Linked DNA regions of Sus scrofa: regions 1 and 2 are each linked to region 3. The links are chromatin contacts, called in public HiChIP or PLAC-seq maps. All regions are on one chromosome and are shown on one strand. The core of a region is the stretch at or near the end of the contact, and the rest is flanking DNA. Distances in the headings are between cores, read along the strand shown.

Region 1 (4,978 bases), core at 459-2,958, 240 kb before region 3:
CAAAGTGTCCTCCTCTCTGTCCCTGACCTGTCCTCAACCATGGATAAACCCTCTGTGCAGAGAAAGAGTTCAACCCTCATTCTCAGGGCTCACCGTCTCCAAAGTTTCCACACTTAGCAAAGCTCTGGAATGAGGCCCCTGCTTTTGATGTGAGTGTTACACTGCTGTTCCAGGGTTCCTGGAGAACATGATGGCCCTTGACTACCTCCTCCAGGTAGGGGAATTTCCTGGCGAAGTCTCCCTCCAGCTTGTAATCATACACCATGGGGTAGGTGTAGGTCAGCTGTCTGCCTAGAGGGCAAGGGGAGAAGAAAATGAGGGACTGTTTCAAGTTGCTGGCTTGGGAATCAGGGACTCACCCGCCTCCCTGTCTCCACTTACTGATATTCAGGAACTGGGTGAGAGGGAAAGATACGCAGATCAGTGTCTGCCCATAGGTTCGGGCGCTAGGAGGCCAGCTGTATGCAGCAGAGGAGGAAGGTGGAGGGAAGTTTGGAACGCTGTGGATTAGCCAGAAGCCCCCTTCTTGGTCCAGGAGCAGTACACCTGAACCAAAAATTGGGGGTCAGGGGGACTGCTTGAGGCAGTCACAGGCAAGCACATGTGCAACCAGGAACACTCTTTGTCTGGAGATTGTGGAGGCAGTGTCAGGACCACTGCTGAGCTCAGATTCCACAGCCATAAATTCTCATAGCCCAGAAGAAGGACAACATTGATGTAAGGAAAAACAGGAGCTCCACTGTGGCACAAAGGGCTTGTTGGAGGCTAGGAAACACTGGGACTTGGGTTTGATCTCCGACCCCACACAGCACAGTGGGTTAACCCCAAATGGTGGGTTAAGGACCTGGCTTCAGCTTAGGTTGAGACTGTGGCTGGGATCTGATCCCTGGCCTGGGAACTCCTTATGCCTCCGGGCAGCCAAAAATGAAAAAAAAAAGAAAAAGAAAAAGGAAAAACATGCCTAGGGTCTGACAGAACAGTCCCCCCTCATCCTCACCCCCACCCCCCGGCCCAGGATAAGCTGGGGAAAATGCAGAGGGAAACCAAAACCCTTTCCCCGCACCCCCAGTCTGGCCTCACCCTTCGTGTGCCCACGGTTGAAGAGTGCTGAGATCCTCTGTATTTAGGCGGTTGATCATTGTAGAGCAGGAAAGCTAGCTGGGGAAGATGGACAAGGGCAACGTGAAGGTTTCCCGCGGGTCAGGCCCACTCTAGAGTCCTACCGAAAGTTCCACCCTGGGGGTCCCTTCACCTGGCTGGTGTTTCGGTACAGCGGCAGCAGGCTGCGGCCCAAGGCGCCTGTGGAGCTGTTGATGGACCCCGCGCCGTCGCGCCAGCCTCCTGACTCCTCGTCCAAGTACTTGTACCGGAGCCCGCTCTGAGCCACATCTCCGGGACTGCTGTGGGCCGGCAGCTTGTAGACAACGAACCTGGACGTTGGAGAACGGACAGAAATGAAGAGATGGAACCCCAGTCCTCACCCAGGAGTGCAGCAATCCCCGGAGCGCCCGCCTTCTCACCAGTCCACAGGCTGCCCCGAGTCTCCGTAGCAGGTCAGGGTCCCCACAGGGACCCAGAGCAGCGCGGCCAATAGCAGGGGGCTCAGCGTGGCCATACAGCTAAAGGTCTAGGAATCTGTGTTGGGACAGCGAGGCGCGGGGGTCACGAGCTCTGCCCAGCCCGGCCCCTTTTGACTTTCACTTCCCCAAACCCCAAACCCGGGACTTCACGAGGACAGAGACTCCGCCCGCGAGTCGAGAATCAGAGATTTGAAAAGGCGGGGAGGGCGGTGGGGGGCGCGGGGCTTCCTTTTGGGCAAGTCACTCCCGTAGGCTCCCACCCCCGCTCCGGCCTGTGTGCAGCCAGCTCCTGCTGGTGGCGGACTGGTCCCGGATAGACTCCACCCTCTGGCTCGGCATAGACCACGCCCCCTCACGGCAAGGTGGTTCCCTTCTCTGAGCTCCGACTCTGCTCCTGGCCAATCACAGCACACGTTTCTTCACTAGGCCCTGCCTCCGTCTCTTTCAATTCGGGCTAATCTCAATCAACACTCTTGCATGTAACCTCGTTCTACTCCATCACTCTGACCCTGGCTTCTTGTTTGCTCTCTCTCGCTTTCTCTCTCTCTTTTTTCTTTTTCTTTTTCTTTTTTTCTTTTTTTGTAGCACGTGGAGCTTCCCAGGCTAGGGGTCCAATTGGAGCTGTAGTCGCCAGCCTACACCACAGCCACAGCAACACCTGATCCTTAGCCCACTGAGAGAGGCCCACGATTGAACCTAGGTACTCATGTTTAATAGATTCTTTTCCGCTGAGCCATGACGGGAACTCCTCTCTCTCTCCCTCTCCCTCACCCTCAGCCTAGCCTTTTCTCTCTCTCTCTTTAGGGCCGTACCTGAGGCATAGAGAAGTTCCCAGGCTAGGGGACCAGTCAGAGCTGCAGCAGCTGGCCCAAGCCACAGCAATGCGGGATCCGAGCCTCATCTGCGACCTACGCCTGCAGCTTACGGCAACACCAGATCCTTACCCACTGAGCGAGGTCAGGGATGGAACCCGCATCCTCATCAACAATATGTCAGGTTCTTAACCCATTGGACCACAACGGGAACTCCCAAGGTTTGCTCTCTTAAAAGGCGCTTGGGGAGTTCCCGTCGTGGCTCAGTGGTTAACGAATCCTACTAGGAACCATGAGGTTGAGGGTTCTATCCCTGGCTTTGCTCAGTGGGTTAAGGACCCGGCATTGCCGTGAGCTGTGGTGTAGGTTGCAGACACGGCTCAGATCCCGTGTTGCTGTGGCTCTGGTGTAGGCCGGTGGCTACAGCTCCAATTAGACCCTTATCCTGGGAACCTCCATATGCCGTGGGAGTGGCCCAAGAAATGGCAAAAAGACAAAAAGACAAAAAAAAAAAAAAAAAGGCGCTTGGGCTCCTGGTCCTCCCGCTTCATTCTGCGTGTCCCACCCCCACCCCCCACCCCCAAGATTCGAGGGTTCACTTTGGATTGCGGCAGGGTGAAGGATGCTGGGGCTCTGGCACCCAGCTGAGGGTTCTTAAATGGAGGATGTGAACGTCCCTGGATTTCAAGGCAGGAGGCAAGAACCAGGTAGCTTGACCTTGGGGTGGGGGAGCGGCCAAGGCCTGCTGTGCCCAAAGAGGATTGCCCAGCCTTATGATATGAGGGTGAGAGTGTGTGTTTGCCCCCACCCCATACCACCTCTGAGGTTACAGCTTCCTCCCATCTTCCAGCACCCAAAACCCACGAAGTCAGACAAACACTGAAGCTTTATCTGGGAGGGGCATTTTTACAGGACCCATAACCATTCACAGCAGATGCCAGCCACTATGTGGAGCTTCAGGAGTCACAGTGTGAAGTCTTCTAGAACCAGGGTCTCTGACAAGCCTCATCCCACAACCCCTTCAGCTTTCTAGGGCCACCTATGAACTGGTCTGATGGTCCAGCTCTCTGAGGGTCTGTCTCTTTGTCAGAAGTGTTTAAGTGTCCACCCGAGTCCATTTATTTGGAGGTCTATCTTGCCGGGTCTATGTGACTGTGTGTCACTGTGTGGCTCCCTGTGGTCAAGGACATGTGGGAGCTTTCACTGGAGGCTCCCTCAGGTCTCTCTATGGGCCAGTCCTTGATCTTATGGTGGATCTGTGGGGCCAAGAGTCCTGACAAGGGTTCATCTGAGGGAAAACCACCCTGTGTGGATCCATTCGGGTTCCAACCCCAGTCCCTGGGGAAGGTCCAAGTGCCAGCGCTGGGCTCAAAGATGACGCTTCATATGCAAGGCCAGGTGATCGGAGCGGGAAAAAGCTCGCGGGCAGAGCTGGCAGCGGAAGGGGCGCTGTCCGGTGTGTTTTCGGTAGTGACGGGTCAGCTCATCAGAGCGCGCGAACCTCCAGCCACAGCCATCCCACGTGCAGGCGTATGGCTTCTCCCCTGTAGGGAAGAGGGAGCTTTGAGCGCCACTGTCTGTCCCACCTGGTTCCAGGGTCCTCTCCAGAATTGGGCCGCACTCCTTTGCCCAACCTTGGCTGGGACTAGGATGAGGCAAGTGAAGGGCCTAGGGTGCAAAATTTAAGGAGGCACTCTTCCAGGGAGAGCCTGAGTCTGCACCCAGGTGCGACCTCTGTGGCCCCGAACCTTCTGTGACCTGGCAGCAGGCTCGATTTCATTTCCTGGACACAAGTCGCATCTTTTACACTACTGGTCCTACTTCCTGTGCCCTGGTACCCTGTGCGCGCATCCTAATGCTATCACAGTCTCCATCCTTTGGCACTCTCCTCTGTGTTCCAGCCCCTCCCTTGCACCAGGGGGCCTTCCAGCTGCTGCCCAATCCTGACCCTGATCTTGGCTCTTGAGCCTAGAAATCCACCTGGTGTTCCAGGCCCTGTCTTCGGCGATTCCACTCTCTCCCTGCTAGACCTGGCCCCTCCTTCCTGAGTCCCAGTGCAGGTCTATACACGTGGGCCCATCCTCTGTGCAGACCCCGAAGAATAGGCCTCATCCCTCCTCTTCCCTGCCACTATTCTTCGTCCCCACCCATCTTTTGGCTCTTTGGGACCTGGCTTCTCCTCCTAAGCCCACCCTCTTCTGTTTCCCGGCTATTTTCCTTTACTCTTCAGGACCTGCCTGGGCGTCAGGGCTCCTGCAACTAACTCTTCTGAGCTCCAGCACACCCCCTACAGTCTGCCTCCGCCTCCATGCCAAGCAACCTAATTTTCATACCCCTGGTTAAGGCCCCAGAACCCCTAACTCCCGCTTCTTGCTGCCACAAACCTGAACCCTGTATCTTTGGCCCCACCCCTGGTATTTAGAATTGTCCCCTCCCCTCAGTCCCTCTAGCCCCATTCCCTACACCTCTGGTCCAGCTTTCTACTTCTCTGCCTGTCCCGGGCCCTGATCTTTTTTTTTTTTTTTTTTTTTTGCTTTTTAGGGCAGAACCTGTGGCATATGCATGTTCCCAGGCTAGGGGTCGAAT
Region 2 (4,359 bases), core at 37-2,536, 170 kb before region 3:
GTTATCAGAGTCAGGTTCACAGCCTAATTCTACTGTTCACTGCCTGGGTGACTGGACAAGAGAATTCACCTTCCCAGGCCTCAGTTTCTGCATCTCTAAAATAAGGATGAGTCCCTCTTAGAGCAGTTGTGAGGACAAGAACAATAAACACCAGGAACACACTTGCCTGCCTTTGGGTGCCCCTTCCCTCTAGTAAGTGGTGCCATCCCAAAGTCCCTGGTCTTGCCTCCACCTGACTCCCACGTCTGGTCTCTGCCCTTGATTCCATACCCATCACCTCCCCCTCTTCCCCAGCCACACTGTTCCTTAAAGCACATTCCTGCCTCAGGGCCTTTGCACCAGATATTCCCTCTACCCAGAACACTCTCCCTAAGATCTTCCCTTGATTATGTCTGCTCTTTCAGGTCTCTACTTAAACTTTTTTATTTTGGCCGCCCTGCGGCAAAACCGGATCCTTAACCGACTGTGCTGGGCCGGGGACTGAACCCGTGTCTCAGCCCTCCCAAGAGGTTGCTGATCCCATTGCACCACAGCGGCAGCTCCTGCTTAAACATTTAAACATCAACTCCTCAGGCCTACCAAACCTAAGTCACCCTAAGGTGTGCAGTTCTCCAACCAATTTTATCTTCCTAATGGCTCTCAACAGATATCATCTTTGTTTTGTTCCCTGCTGTGTCCTCAGGACCCAGGATTAGGCCTTGCACACAATAGGCGCTCCATAAAGACTTGCTGATGAATGACTAAATGAACTGTTCAGAAGTCTGTTTTGTAACTAGGTGAGCATGCACGTAAATACTGCATTTAAACCCCGCGGTAAGCGCCCAGGGGAGTAAGCACTGTTTGGAGCAGAGTTCACCCACCGACCGAAGCACCGCGCCAGACCGCACGCACGCACCTGGCTTGACGCTTCTGCTCTTCTGCCAGCTGCTGCACCCGCAGCGATTCCTGCATGGCTGCCAGGCTCGGGTACCATTCGCGCTCCTCAGCCTCCAGCTCGCGCAGCTGTTCCTGCGACGGCCACAGAGAACCGGCGGCCACTCCGGAGGCGGCGCCATGCCGCGCGAACTGCTTAGCCGCGTAGCGCGGACTCAGCTGCCAGCGCGGGGTAAGCGGGTCATCCGGGTCGGGCCACCTGGGCTCCTGCGAACGGCGCGGGGGCGGCCGTGCCCGGTAGCCTCGAGAGCCCTGGCCCAGGGTCGTTACCAGGCGGAGCAAAGTGCGCGCCTGCTGCACGGGCGCAGCCATCTTGGCCGTGCGGGGTCCTAGGAGCTGGCCGGGCTGGCTAAGGCGCTGCCTGCGCGTGAAGTCCTCTGCGGGCCAGGAGGAGGAGAAGAGGTTCGCTGATGCCTCAGTTCCGGGCAGGGAGCAGGAGAGAAGAGGTGTAATTATTTTTACACATCTTTAAGTATAATTTTACATTAATTATTTATTTGTTAATTTATTAAAATTATTAAATTTTAATTTTATATTTTAAAAATAGCATTTAATTTTTATATTAAACTTTAAATGTTTAAAATTTAAACAATTGTTTAAATATCTATTTAAAAATTCACATATTTCAATTTAAGATCAATCTACTTACTTATATTTAATTTAAATGCTTGAAATCGAGTTAAAGTGTTTAGGGAGTTCCCATCGTGGCGCAGCGGAAACGAATCCAACTAGGAACCATGAGGTTGGGGGTTCTATCCCTGGCCTTGCTCAGTGGGCTAAGGATCCGGCATTGCCTTGAGCTGTGGTGTAGGATGCAGACCCGGCTCTGATCTGGTGTTGCTGTGGCTCTGGCATAGGCCAGCGGCTGCAGCTCTGATTAGACCCCTAGCCTGAGAACCTCCATATGCCGCAAGGGCGGCCCTAAAAAGACAAAAAAAAAAAAAAAAAAAAAAAAAAAGGTTAAAGTGTTTAAGTTGTACATAAATACTTATTTAAATATTGCTTATATTAAATATTTATTTATTTATTTTTAAATCTTTTTTTAAGGGCCGCACCCATGGCATGTGGAGGTTCCCAGACTAGGGGTCCAATCGGAGCTGTAGCCACCCACCTACACCACAGCCACAGCAATGCAGGATCCGGGATCTGAGCTGCATCTTCGACCTACACCACAGCTCATGCCACAACCAAATCTTTAACCCGCTGAGCAAGGCCAGGGACTGAACCCGCATCCTCATGGATTCTAGTCGGGTTCGTTAAGGGCTTAGCCACTAAGGGAACTCCCCAGAATTTTAATTTTGAATAATTATGTAAAGCTTTATTTAACATTTTAAATATTTACATTTCTATTTAAAACATTTATTTAAATTTGTATGTAACTATCATTTAAGATAGTTATGTAGAAAGCTTGAGTTCTATTGTATAGAGTTCCCTTGTGGTGCAATGTGTTAAGGATCCAGTGTTATCACTGCAGAGGCTTGGTTGCTCCTGTGACCCAGGTTCCATCCCTGCTGGGAACTTCCGCATGCCACAGTCACAGCCAAAACAAAAAAACAAAAGCCCAGATAAATTCTAGTGTAAATATTTACTTTATGCCTTTTAATTTTTTTTTTTTTAGCCTCACTTTCGGCATGTAGAATTTCCTGGGCCAGGGATTGAACATGTGGCACAGCAGTGACAATGCCAGATCCTTAGCCTGCTAGGCCACCAGGGAACTCCTAATTTAATTTTTTTGTATTTTAAAATGTTTAAAGTGATTGTGGTGCAGAAATTAAATACTGTTTTTTAAAATCTTATGGCCACACCTGAAGCATATGAAAATTCTTGGACCAGGGATTGAATTCATGCTACAGCTGTGGCAGCACCAGATCTGTTAAGTCACTGCTCCAGGTAGGGGATCGAACCCTCACCTCCACAGAGACCTGAGCTTCTGCAGTCGGATTTGTAATGCACTGTGCCACAGAAGGATCTCTTAATTTCTATTTTTAATTTCTTAATTTTTTTATTTTTTGCTTTTTAGGGCTGCACGCACGGCAGGCTAGGGGTATCAGAGCTACAGCTGCCGGCCTACACCACAGCCACAGCAACGTAGGATCTGAGCTGCATCTGTGACCTACACCACATCTCATGGCAACACCGGATCCTTAACCCACTGAGCAAGGCCAGGAATCAAACCCACATCTTCATTACCACTGAGCCACAACAGGACCTCCCAGAGTTTCTGTTTGGGATGATGAATAAGTTCTGGAGATGGACGGTGATGATGGTTGCACAACATTGTGAATGTGTTTAATACCACTGAACAGTACCCCGAGAGATGGTTAAAATAGTAAATTTTATGTTAGGTGTATATTTTATCACCCCCCAATTTTTTTTTTGCAGTTTGCTTAGTGAGCCAGGAAGCCTGGATAAGAGTTTCCATACTTCATGGCAGTACCATATATCTCATATATATTAATCTCAAGCTAGAAACAGTCCAGACCTGAGTCCATCTGCAGTAGAATGGATACCTAAAATTTGATGTTTCAGCTAACAGACTACCACACAGGAATCCATGAGCATTTGCCACTGTTTACAGCAATGTGGATAATTCTCATAGACACCTATGCAACAAAGGAAGCAGGCCCCAAATGATTCTTTTTCATAAAAGAATGCTTTTCAGGAGTCCACGTTGTGGCTCAATGGAAACGAACCCGACTAGTATCCATGAGGACACAGGTTCGATCCCTGACCTTGCTCAGTGGGTTAAAGATCCAGCATTGCTGTGAGCTGTGGTGTAGGTCGCAGATGTAGCTTGGATCCTGCGTTGCTGGGGCTGTGGTGTAAGCTGGCAGCTATAGCTCCGATTTGACCCCTAGCCTGGGAACCTTCATATGCCATGGGTACGACCCTAAAAAAAAAAAAAAGAAAAAAAAAAAGTTTTTCATTGTGTAAAGTTTACACAAATCATCCTTTTTATATAAAGTTGAAAATCCTGGTCATTATGAATGTGCACCTTAAGGGATAAAAGAGAAAGGAAAGGCAGGCAATGATTCTTCTGGAAGTCAGGATGGGATGCCTCTGATGGCAATGAGGAGACATCTGGGTTGTGGTCACATGGCAGGGGGTGGGGGTGGGGTGGGAGGGGTTTGCTTTGTAACAGGTCACTGAGCTGGGCATTCCCATTCTGTTTGCTTTTATCTAAGTGAATTATATTCAGTGTTAGTTTTGATCTGGGCTTCATGATGCCTGAGTTATAATTATTCTTTCAGTTGTATATAACCGTATATGTGTGGGTTGCATGCTTTCCTGTAGATTTATTATATTTCACAATTTTAAAAATGAAAATTCAAGCAACAAAAAGGATTACAGTGAGAACGAGAGAAGTCAATTTCTGGAGTTCCTGCTGTGGTGCTGTGGTGCAGTGGGTTAAGAATCCAACAGTAG
Region 3 (5,046 bases), core at 754-3,253:
TGCGCACCCAAACGAATTGGGGGCTCACGAGACCCTCATATCCCCCTGTGTACCCCTCCCACACGGCCACGGGGCAATCCCGACGGTGGTGCCCAGAATACCTGGCACGCTCCGGCTGGCACCCGGGCACTGGCTGGCAGGGGGACAGGACACCCTCTGCCCTCCCCCTTCGCTGTCACTCACCCTCGTACTACAAAAAACGGATCTTCGAGAGACATATCACGCCTCCCACCCGCCCGAGGCCGAGCCCCCTCCCCTCTCGGCCTTGGACGCAGGTTCCCTCCAAGCAATGCAGAACTCGCCGTCACCCACCCGCCCGCTCCCGTCACGTGACCCAGGCCACCAACGAGAGCGGAGCCACAAGGGGAGAAAGAGAGGCCTTAGAGGCCCGAAGTGTGGAAATTTCCGCTCTCTCTTCGGCCATCTTGGTTGTGGGCGGAAACGGCTTCCTGCCCGTACCTATTCCTCTTCGCATCTTGGTCCACAGATGTGTCAGTTCTGTCTGGCTGGGTTCGAGTCAGAGCTCCCTACGCCTTGGTTGAAGACCCAGGCCTTCGGATTGTTGCTGCGCAACCATGGTTTCCCTTCTGGGCAATATAAATAACAATAGTCTCCTTCAAATCCGGTCAGATTATGGCTGGGGAAGTGGCTCCTTCAATTAGTAGATCATCTTTATGATGCTCCTGCACCTAGATCCTGTCCTGGAAGATGGTTCCAGCCCAGGGTCAGGTGTGACAGGTTTGGGGAGCAGTATGGGGATGGGTGGTCTCTCCACCTTCCCGCGGGGCCAGGGTGAACTGCAGGCATTCTGTGACGAGTTCTGTTTGATTTACCCCTCCTCTTTTTTTCCTGCGGAGGAGGGAAGCATCCCGGGGCAGGATGGCCCTGGATGGGGGCCCTGGAAATGCTTCTGGAGGGTAGGATCTTTCTGGGTGCGACCTGGGGGTCGTGGGAGGGAGTGTGGTGGGGGCAACTCTGAAGATAGCCTGCAATGAAGTCCTTTGCGCGTGGAGTGGGACCAGGGAATGTCTGGAGAGGGACTCAGGGTGGCCGCCTGTGCGACAGAACCTTTATGTGTGGGGTCTCCGAGAAAGCATTTTTTTTTTATTGGTGGGGGGGACCGTTGCCCGAGTGGGGTCCTGATTCTTGGAGCGGGCTATCTTAAGAAACCCTCAGAAGGTCGCCCCTGTTGTGTGTCAGAGACAGCGCCTGGGCGGGGGATGTCGTTGTGGAGTTTCGTGGGATTGGGAGTGTGGGGGAGCGGGGATGAGGACGTTCTCAGCGAGTAATATATGGCAGGATCGCTGAATGGGAGCGGTTTTGGGAGAAGTCTTTTAGAAGAGAGAATAATTGACCCCCCCATGTGTCAGAGTTGGAGATGGGGGACCTGAGCGTGATCCAGAGGTGCAAAGGAGGATCACTTTAAGGGGAGGGGCAGGATCTCCATGGAGGGGACCAGAATGAGAGTCCTCAGGGAGTAGCTGCTTGAGTTGGCAAGGTCTTTGTGTAGATCTCTGGGATACGGCGTCAGAGTGAACAGTGAGGTAGCCCCTACACGCCAGCAGGGGCTTTTCTGGAGGGGCGTCACATCTTCCCGGTCTCCGGAGGGAAGGAAGCGAAACTTTCTCCTTCCTCTCTGTGGGCCGGGCTGAACGCCGCTCCGGAAACCGGGGGCTCCAGCCAGCCCTAGCTGCCGGGAGAGAAAGAGCGGAGGGGGCGTGTCCGGAGGCTAAGGCACCACCCCCGCCCGGAAGAAGCCCGTGGCTGTCCCGTATCGAGATCCGGGTTCCTGTCCTTATATGGGCAGCCGGAAGCGGCTCACGCGCACGCTCTACGTCATTACTTCCAAATTTAGTGGTGGAAGTCTAGCAGATCTCTTGGCGGGAAGGCTCGCGCAAGAGTTGGGGGCGGTGGAGCCTTCCCTTAAAGGGCCCGCACCACGAATGAATGGAACTATTCGAACCGTATTGCTTTTTTTTTTTTTTTTTTTTTTTCCTGAGTAACTGGAATTAGGTTTCCTTGGAACTGTAGTGCGAAGCGGAAGGTGGGGCGGCTGTTTTCTATCTGCTCTATTTCTGAGTTGTTCAGTTTTCAGCTTCTACCCCAACTCCGCCTCCTGGGGAGCAGAGGCGGAGCACCGCTGCGTCGTTTGGGGGGCCACAGCCACGTGCTCACTCGGGTTGTGTTGCGGCTGGGTACTCCGCCTTACGAGTTCCACGCCCACGGTGGATTTCGTGCCTAGGGAAACAGACGAAGTGGGAGGGTGATTCTTGCGGAGCGCAGAGATGGCAGCCTGGACTGCACTTGTGTCTGCAGACATCCGCCGCCCGTGGAGTGGGCATCTTTGCTCTAAGGCAACGCAACCAGCGTGTCCCGCCTTCTTACCGCTTCCATACGGAGGGGAATGGAGAGGGCTGGAGGCCCAAACGGTCTCGTTTCACCGCAGTAGCCCATTTATTTGTTTAGCAAATATTGGACGAATCACTCTTGTCTAGGTTTCCCCACCTGAAGAAATCAGATATAACTACCCTCCGCGGAGTGGAGGTGAGAGATCAATAACATATTTATGAAAGGAAAGACTTTAGCGCGTGGCACATAGTAAGTGCTTAATAAATGTTGCTAGCATCGTTATTAACAACAAAAAAACGTTAATTAAGAGACTGGTAGATGCTAGGCACTGTTCCCACGGGGGATGTACCGGCTGGAACCCGGGTCTTCCCAGGTGCGAAAGGAAACTTACAAGCTAAGGCCAGCTCGCTGGGCTCTACAGACGCAACCCGTGGGTCGGCCCTGAGCCCCACCTACGGCCCCCCTACACTGGGCCTGCGCAAGGATGCACTGGGGCCACTGAGAAAGGATACCGCCGGGAGAGGTCAGCTTGGACTGGGGAACGCTCACCCTCTACAAGTTCGGGTCCCTTTTCATCTCAGGGTAAATCCCACCCTGTCCCTTTAAGGAGTCTCTAGCCCCGCTGCGCTGCGGAAAGCCCGGATGCGGCTCTCTGATTGGGCGGGGCGTCTCCGTGACATCACACTGGGTACAAAAGGGCCCGGGTGGCGGGCGGCCGGGCAGAGCGTCCTACTAGTCTCTCAGTGTGGGTATCTCCGCAGAGAGAGGCGTGAACGAACGCATAGTCTGGAGTGCACCTGCCACCTCCCCTGCCCAGCCCAGAGTCCCCGCCAAACCTCGGTCCCGCCGTCGAGTCGTCATGGAAGTGCAGAAAGAGGCGCAACGCATTATGACCCTGTCCGTTTGGAAGATGTACCATTCGCGCATGCAGCGCGGTGGCCTACGGTTGCACCGGAGTCTGCAGCTGTCGCTGGTCATGCGTAGCGCCCGGGAGCTCTACCTTTCGGCAAAGGTGGAAGCCCACGAGCCTGAGGTGCCCTTGCCACCCGCCCGCTCCCCTGATCCTCGCCTACACCCACCGCGAGAAGCGGAAGCCGCAGCCAATGCAGCGCTCCCCGACGGTGAGCCTCCCTCTCCGGAACCCATGGACACGCAGGAGGCGCCGAGAATCGAGGAGACCCCTGCCCCCTGTGCCCCGCGCCCTGCCAAAGTCAGCCGCAAGCGGCGAAGCAGCAGCCTGAGCGACGGTGGGGACGCCGCACTGGTCCCGAGTAAGAAAGCCCGTCTAGAAGAAGAGGAGGAAGGGGCCCCTTCGGAGGTCCTCAATCGCCTGCAGCCCCCTCCGGCGCAAACGGAGGGCGCCTTCCCCAATTTGGCGCGTGTCCTGCAGAGGCGCTTCTCCGGCCTCCTGAACTGCAGCCCCGCCGCCCCGCCGACGGCGCCGCCGGCGTGCGAGGCGAAGCCGGCTTGCCGCCCGGCTGATAACATGCTGAACGTGCTGGTGCGGGCCGTGGTGGCCTTCTGAGGGCCCTCGAGCGGCGCTACCGGAGCCCAGAGCGCGGGCCGAACCGTCGGCCAGAGTGCGCAGACCCGAGGCGAGGCCCACCCCTACGGGAGCACCCTCGGAAACCGTGGAAAGGAGCCACCTCCCGGGCTGCCGAGAGGCCCTGAGAGGGACTCTGCCCCCGGGGAGCCGTCGCCACCTGTGTGCAGTCGCGGCACCGAGGAGCCTGAGCCGGGGGGCGCGGGCGCCTTGCCGCAGACCTGCCGCGCCCACAGGTGCTGTTTTAATGGACTGTGACGTGGACCTTACCCTCTCCTTCTGGAACTGGGAGAAGGGAGACTTGGTTCTTTAAATTCCTCAGGGTTGGACTTTATTTTTTACCGGGGGCTATGCCGCCCTTTCAAGGTTTTTCAATAGTAGGTGTTTGCGTTTCCAACCTCGGAGAATTCCAGGCACTCCCCTTCCCCCTCCAGTGACATACTTGTGCAAGCGGTCATCGTTGCGTCATGGGGCAGAAGTGGGGAGCTTCCTGTTGCCATGCGTGGGTGTGAGGCCTGGGAGGAGGATCTGGGGTGTGGACCGCCCTGGGGAACGGGAGGAGGGCGGCCTGAGTCACTTGGCCTCCGTGTGCTGCGGGTTATTGTCCCTTGCCCCTATGCCTTCGAGGGCGGAGGGCTGATCTAATTTCAGGTTAAAAATTTTCTCCTCTGGTGTGTTAGAGGTGGGAATATGTTCAGTCTCAAGCTTGACCTTCCCTCAGACACAACCCAAATGTTCCTGGACTGAATCACAAAAATGGGGGGAGGGGGTGCTCCGAGCGCTGTAAGGCTGAGCCGGGATCAGTTGCTGGTGAGACTGGGCCAGTTTTGGGGAGGGGGGGATTCCTACCAGGGCGTTCTGAGGTTCTGTTTACCTTTACTGTGGTGGATTTTAACTCCATCTATCTGGCCTTTTGCTAGAAACGCCAGGTAGGAAAAAATAAAGACCATTGAAATAAAAAGTCTGTGCTGCCTGTCTGGTTTTCTTCCCTGGCGGGGGAGGGGCAGGGTTAAGGGGTCAGGAACTGGCGGCGACTAGCTGGGGCCCCAGAAACCGGTCAGACTGGCTACCACGTGGGCAGAGTGGGCGGGAGGGGGCCGGGTCCATTTTCTTTGCCAGAGCACTTACTTCCGTGCTGGGCGCCTCGCCCTCCA

Evidence for each region. HiChIP or PLAC-seq counts read pairs in DNA pulled down with a chosen protein or histone mark.
Region 1: a contact with region 3 is called in an H3K27ac HiChIP or PLAC-seq map of alveolar macrophages. The contact joins the promoter of DNASE2 here to the promoter of IER2 in region 3. A contact is called at or near these places in 1 of 5 promoter capture datasets (fetal liver) and 1 of 2 datasets of contacts at active chromatin or transcription factors (alveolar macrophages).
Region 2: a contact with region 3 is called in an H3K27ac HiChIP or PLAC-seq map of alveolar macrophages. The contact joins the promoter of GADD45GIP1 here to the promoter of IER2 in region 3. A contact is called at or near these places in 1 of 5 promoter capture datasets (fetal liver), 2 of 47 Hi-C or Micro-C datasets (blood and heart right ventricle) and 2 of 2 datasets of contacts at active chromatin or transcription factors (alveolar macrophages and skeletal muscle).

What each region holds. Positions count from the first base shown.
Region 1 is chr2:66,146,801-66,151,778 of Sscrofa11.1, reverse strand. DNASE2 (deoxyribonuclease 2, lysosomal) reads right to left here and starts at 1,708. Exons shown (of 7, transcript NM_214196.1): 1 at 1,521-1,708; 2 at 1,253-1,430; 3 at 1,102-1,158; 4 at 1,081-1,099; 5 at 382-546; 6 at 94-291. The coding sequence starts at 1,615. KLF1 (Kruppel like factor 1) reads right to left here. Exons shown (of 3, transcript NM_001134350.2): 3 at 3,279-3,936. The coding sequence ends at 3,761.
Region 2 is chr2:66,084,348-66,088,706 of Sscrofa11.1, reverse strand. GADD45GIP1 (growth arrest and DNA damage-inducible proteins-interacting protein 1) reads right to left here and starts at 1,286. Exons shown (of 2, transcript XM_003123339.4): 1 at 896-1,286. The coding sequence starts at 1,245.
Region 3 is chr2:65,909,448-65,914,493 of Sscrofa11.1, reverse strand. It overlaps IER2 (immediate early response gene 2 protein), which reads left to right and starts at 2,003. Exons shown (of 1, transcript XM_003123342.4): 1 at 2,003-4,856. The coding sequence starts at 3,209. The coding sequence ends at 3,874. It overlaps STX10 (syntaxin-10), which reads right to left and starts at 362. Exons shown (of 8, transcript XM_003480777.4): 1 at 184-362. The coding sequence starts at 218.